Regions from separate parts of the Mus musculus genome. Here region 1 is linked to region 2. Evidence: chromatin contacts called from public ChIA-PET data. All regions are on one chromosome and are shown on one strand. Each heading gives the region's core, a stretch centred on a gene start, on an enhancer-like site or on the middle of the called end of the contact. The rest is flanking DNA. Distances are from core to core; before and after follow the strand shown. Region 1 overlaps Elf4 (E74-like factor 4 (ets domain transcription factor)). Region 2 has its middle 27 kb from the start of Bcorl1.

Region 1 (2,700 bases), core at 74-2,573, 110 kb before region 2:
CCTTTTTGCATTTATTTCATAAACCAAACACAAGGCAAGGTGTCGATGTCTTATCAATGATCCACAGTTATCCCTACGGTCAAGGAAGCCAGTGTCTGACTTGGGAGGTCAGGACAATGCATAGAGGTTTCCTAAGCAAATAGTACCAGCAGAACTTTTGAAAATGAAACACTGGCTTAGGAAGAGAAAGCAAGAAGACAAAGATACCTTGAACGGAAGGGCCCCAGTGAATGACCTGGGGCAGGAGCAGATGCAGACTCTTGGACCTGGTGGGTTTAGATGAAAGTGATCACCTTTCATATGACTACTATGAGAATGTTCCCCAAGGGCAGACACCCTGGCTGGTGGGAGAGCAGGAACTATGGAATGCTTGCCTTAAGGGCACTTAGGCTAGGGGAGCCAGATGCAAGTGGTCCTGCAAGATTTTGCAGGCCATGAGGGATAAGGTCACATGCAGGGTTGGGTGAGGCAAGATGAAAGGATGGAGCCAGAATAAGGCTGTTAGCCCTACTGCTCCTCACTCCCCAGCCCCTGTAGTTCCACAAGTGATAGACCTAACCGCGTTCTCTCTTCCATCTAAAGGGAAATTCAACTCTGGTGGATAAAACAGCCTAGCAACTTCTCCAGGCTGTTTGATGGAGTAGGTGGAAAGGTGTGGGGGTGGAGACTGGGCGGGGCTAACCCTGTGGGCTAACGGAAAGGAAGTGGGAGAGGCTTGGGTGTCTCCTCCAGTGGAGGAGAGCGGTCATCAGAGAGGTCACTTGTGGCACCCTTCTTTTACCCCTCTTTAAGTCTCACCCGGAGTTCCTCGTTTATTTCCCAGCCAGGATAAGAGTTTGCCATCCTGGCACTACAGATGGAATGTCAAGGCGTTTCGATGTGTGCTCTAGTGGGTAGCCTGGGTTCTAGCCTGTCTCTGGTGGTTGAGTCAGCCTGCTTGTCGTTATTGCACACATTGAAAACACATCACGAGTTCAGGAACCTGAAGGGCAAAAGACCAGGTACCTGGACAGGTGCAAAGGCCAGTAGGGTCCAGGTGGAAAGAGCAGAGAAGTCGGTCAGAAGGAGTCTGGAAACCAGAGCTTTGGGAGTTGGCCCCAGGTGATCTTGCTAGAAGCAGCCTGGGGCTCTGGTAATTGAGGAGTAGATCCCGGGGAAACTACAGGCAGCTGCAGTGCCTGGCTAGCTTGGGAGGCACTGGGGAAAGACTCGTGTGGGTTTCAGCAGACAGAGACTTCCTGGAATATGGGGGATGAGCCAGCCATAGAAGATGAGGAAGGTTCTGCTGGCCCCTCCCCCAGCCAGGGCTCTCCTCACAAGTTCCCAGGGTGATAGCTCAGTCCTGAAACTGAAAGCAAAGCTCAGCCGAGAACACAAACCCACAGGCAGCACAGTGCAGAGGCCACCCTGTGGTGGGCAATGGGGGTAGGGTTGCTAACAAGCATGCAAGGCATGTGACCTACCAGCCCAGACACCCCTCCCCGCAACCCCAAGTGAGACATTTCTTCCTCTGTAGACTGTTCCTTGAGTCAGCTGGTCCTCACTTCTAAGGTAAACTGAGCCCATGAACACCCTGTGTCCCCTCTAAGCCACACGTACATGAGTCTTTCTCAAGCCAGGATAGTTAGTTACAGATTTTTCCTCCTAGTGCCCCGCGTCAGGCCTGGTCCCTTCCTACTCTGTCTCTGCTGGAAGTCTGTCTAGGCACAGCAGAGCCTCTTGGCTTCACTAGCTGATTAGGGCACGGAGCTCAGGGAAATTGGCTTACTGTTTCCATCTCTCCCTTCTCTGTAGGTTGCTCTTGTGGTTGGCATAGCCCAGCATGCAATCTTGAGCCTGGCATAGTCCACACCCACTCCAACTCTGGTTATCCTCCCCAGAGGCTCAGAGAAGGCACTAGATTGATCCTAACATACCTGAATAACTTCTGTTCGACAACAAACCACCGCAGCTCCAGGGAGCCGGGGGAGTCTCATTGTCAGCTCTGGCAGAAGCCAGTATGGCTATTGCTCTGCAGCCCAGTGATCTGGTCTTCGAGTTTGCAAGCAACGGGATGGATGATATCCACCAGGTATATGGTCTCTGGGAGTAAAACAGTCAGTCAGTATGGGCAATTAGGGAGACATAGCCGTGAACAGCCAGCCTGTGAGTCCAAGGGGTGGGGGAACTTGACAGATAACTAGTCAGCAAATACCCATCAGGCACCAGCTACTCCCTAGGAGTCACTGGATGGTCACTCAGGGAGCTGGTTGGCTACATGCCATTATAATACATGTAGTCACTAGGCTAGCCAAGCAGTTATTAAGCAAACCAGCTGGGCTGTGAGTCAACTGGCAAATGGAACTACACAGACAGTTGCATACAACTGAACATCATGTAGGATGTCTGCTACTTCCCTTTAGCCCCAGTGTCACAGTGAGCAAACTGCTGGGACAACTCCATAGCAAAGAGGGCACTGCCAGCTGCATTTAAAGCACAGCATTGGAGTCTTAGCATCTTCACACTCAGGGCTCCAAACCAGTCGATGGGCTCGCTCATAAATGTCTTCTCGGCCTAAGGATTCAGGACATGCCAGGAATGGGGTCTTTGGGCAGGAGGATGTTGGAAACTACGGTAGGATCAGATCTTGGTACCCTGGTCATGTTTGCTTTATCACTTGTGTTGCACTGAAGCCAGGAGGATGCCTTTTCTGTGCTGGTA
Region 2 (2,700 bases), core at 172-2,671:
CATAAAGATTAAGACTGCATTAGGAGAGCACAGAAAAAGGACCAATTAATTCTGCCTGGGGGTGTCCGAGGCAGAAACTATGCCAGTAATACTCTCACTTTACAACCGTTCTAAAACCCTTGAATTATTACCGTCACAGTCTTACTTTCAAGCCATTTAAGACTTGCACCTTTGTCACGCCCTGGCCCCCTCCTCGAGACAAAGCTAGGAAGATTCAGGAAATCATCCAGGAGAACTTGGGCATGTCTAGTGAGCAAGGAAGCGGGTTTTGGATTGAAGAGTGAGGTTGTGGGAAGAGAACCAGTGTTTCCAAGCAGAGGCACAGAGGGCCTGTCTGCACAACCAGAAGAGGATTGGCCAAATGGCATGCTGGGATCAAAACAGCTCACTGGGAGCAACTGCTACCCAAACCTCTCTCAGTTGGGGGTGGGGGTGGGGAGACGACAACGTGAGGATTGAAGTTGGTGGTGTCATTGGTTTAGCTAGTAGGGACTTAGGAGTGGGGAGTGAGAGAGAGACCCCCGGGACAGAGAATCCAGTCCTCTCTGCCTGTCCAAATGCTGTGGATGGAGATCACCTTCAATGGGCATGTGCTTTGTGTTCTCTGCACTAAGAATAGGGCTGCATTAGGGGTCACTTCTATTTTGCCAAGTGCTTCTAGTGAATGGCAGTGCTGACTTGTGAGATGGTCCCTGATGGGCTGGAACGTCTCTAAAGTTAATATGGAGAGAAGCTAACTAGCTGGATGGAGGGCGGAAGCAATGATCTCTGGATTCTGCACTGGGTTCTAACCATTGCCTTATCCAAGAGACGGTCCGTGGGAAATGAATCTCTAGTCACTACCCTTACCCAAATCTATCGCCTCTCTCCTTCCTTACCCTTGGGACTACCACTTCATCAGGACCAGGGCATTCTCTCCCTTCCTGTACACCCTCGATCTTTATACCTAAAGATGCTACTGCGAAGAGAAGCCTGGGATTGTGCCTTGAATGACCCCCCTAACACATCTGGATTTTTTTCGAGTTCAGGCCAGCCCCCGAAACGGACCCCAGGGAAGTGCCAGATGGAGAGGGCCGGCGATGGGCGGTGGGGAGGGTGGGCAGCGCGGAGCGAAGGGCCTGCCTTTTCGGACTCCCTGCCCCAGGACTAAGACCGTCCCAAACTTCCTGTTTCTTCTGGCCGCTCTGACCCCAAGGGCTGCGGCTCCAAGATAGCTCAGGGCCTGGAAGTGCATGCTGGGTAAGGGCAGACGACCGGGGAAAGCGAGCTGCTGGCAGTAGTCAGCGCCCGGCTGGTGTGGGCACGATCTCCGCTTCCTTCTCCCGCGGTCGTGCTTTGCTCGCGGGATGTGCATCGGGCAGGTGGCTGGGAGGCCCTTGACACCGAGGGCTGTGGGAGGAGCCTAAGGCGGGCGGGGGTGGCCCGAGGGGCGTGGGTGTGGGCGTGGGCTGGGAGTTTCTGCATCTTAAAGAGATGCGGAGTTGCCTTCTCCACAGGCCGAAGTTCGAGCCGACCTCGCCTCTCCAAGTGCAGGAAATCCTGGAGTGGCAGCGCAGCCTGCTTGGCCCAGTCCAGGACCGGAGCTCTCTAGCCCCGCTGAAGCTCTACAGGGAGCAGTTTAGGGCCAGTAAAAGGAACTCTGTCCTTGTTCAGCGAAGACAAAACGGAATGCAGCTGGCAATCGTCTCCCCTAAAGTGGGATTGGAATTTTAACAACAACAACAAAAAAAGTGCAGGCAGATGCTCCGCTGGACTCCTTAGAGAAATGAAGGTGATGCCAATCAATGAGAGGAAGAGGTCGGAAAGGGCAGCTCAGTTCCCTGGTCCTCAAGATAGATTGCTGGGGTTGGGTAGAGGACTTGCTTCAAAGGTGGAGGAGAGGAAAGGTTTTGGAAGGATTATTTGATACATAAAGGTGGTTAGTTAAGTCAGAAGAGAAGTTAAACTCTGAACTCTCCTCTCCTCTTCCTTTGGGGCCACGCACATCCTGCGCACAACTGAATCTCCCTTGTAACTTCCCTCAGCCTCTCAATCTCAATTTTCCTTAGTCTTCGGCTCTTCACCGTGTTTACTTGGGATCGCGAGGAAATCGTTGTTATACTCTCCCTCAGCTCGCTGCAGGGGTCCATGTTGAATGTGGGGTCCAAACAAAATGAGAGGTAGGCTACACAAGACACAGACACGCAGGGGCCTGACTTCACAGATTACCGCCCCTGATTGTTTTATTTTTCTATTTAATTATTTACTTATTGAGGCGGAGTCTTGCTAGGTACCTCAGACTGGTCTGGACTTCACCACGGAGCCCACACTGGCTTTGAACTTGATTGAGCTCCTTCAGCATTTCAAAAACACAAGCAGCTTCGCTCAGTTTATGGCTCCCATTTTGAAGGTGGAGAAACTGAGGCCACCCAGATGGCTTAATCATTTGCTGAGCTCACGCAGGGAGATGGTAATAGAGATTAGAATGGGGTTTGTGCTTCGGGGTCAGATTAAGCAGCCATATTCTCCCCCAAGTCCCTCTAGCTCGCCACTTCAAATGGCTGAATGATTCTTTATTAATTCTCGTTGCCATAGTTTTGGTAGCATGTTTTATTGTTTCTGTCACCTGTGCTAGGTCATAAGTATTCAAGTGATGGAGATGATTTTTTTGTTTTGTTTTTGTTTTTCGAGATAGGGTTTCTCTGTATAGCCCTGGCTGTC

The links. ChIA-PET counts read pairs in DNA pulled down with a chosen protein or histone mark.
Region 1: an RNA polymerase II ChIA-PET map of memory CD8 T cells shows a contact between it and region 2, with 122 read pairs. The contact joins two enhancer-like sites. A contact is called at or near these places in 5 of 39 promoter capture datasets (the HPC-7 cell line, cranial neural crest, embryonic stem cells and 1 more) and 2 of 115 datasets of contacts at active chromatin or transcription factors (embryonic stem cells and memory CD8 T cells).

Annotation. Positions count from the first base shown.
Region 1 is chrX:48,423,449-48,426,148 of GRCm38.p6, reverse strand. It overlaps Elf4 (E74-like factor 4 (ets domain transcription factor)), which reads left to right. Exons shown (of 9, transcript NM_001381876.1): 2 at 1,795-2,071. The coding sequence starts at 2,000. Among named protein-coding and RNA genes, the nearest start is that of Elf4, 30 kb to the left of the region's middle. Within about 2 kb of position 1,323, at least 157 of the 459 cell types and tissues checked have an H3K27ac peak or open chromatin away from gene starts, as enhancers often do. A contact at or near this core is called in the HPC-7 cell line and memory CD8 T cells, where this site is marked.
Region 2 is chrX:48,313,487-48,316,186 of GRCm38.p6, reverse strand. No RefSeq gene overlaps it. Among named protein-coding and RNA genes, the nearest start is that of Bcorl1, 27 kb to the left of the region's middle. Within about 2 kb of position 1,421, at least 256 of the 459 cell types and tissues checked have an H3K27ac peak or open chromatin away from gene starts, as enhancers often do. A contact at or near this core is called in the HPC-7 cell line and memory CD8 T cells, where this site is marked.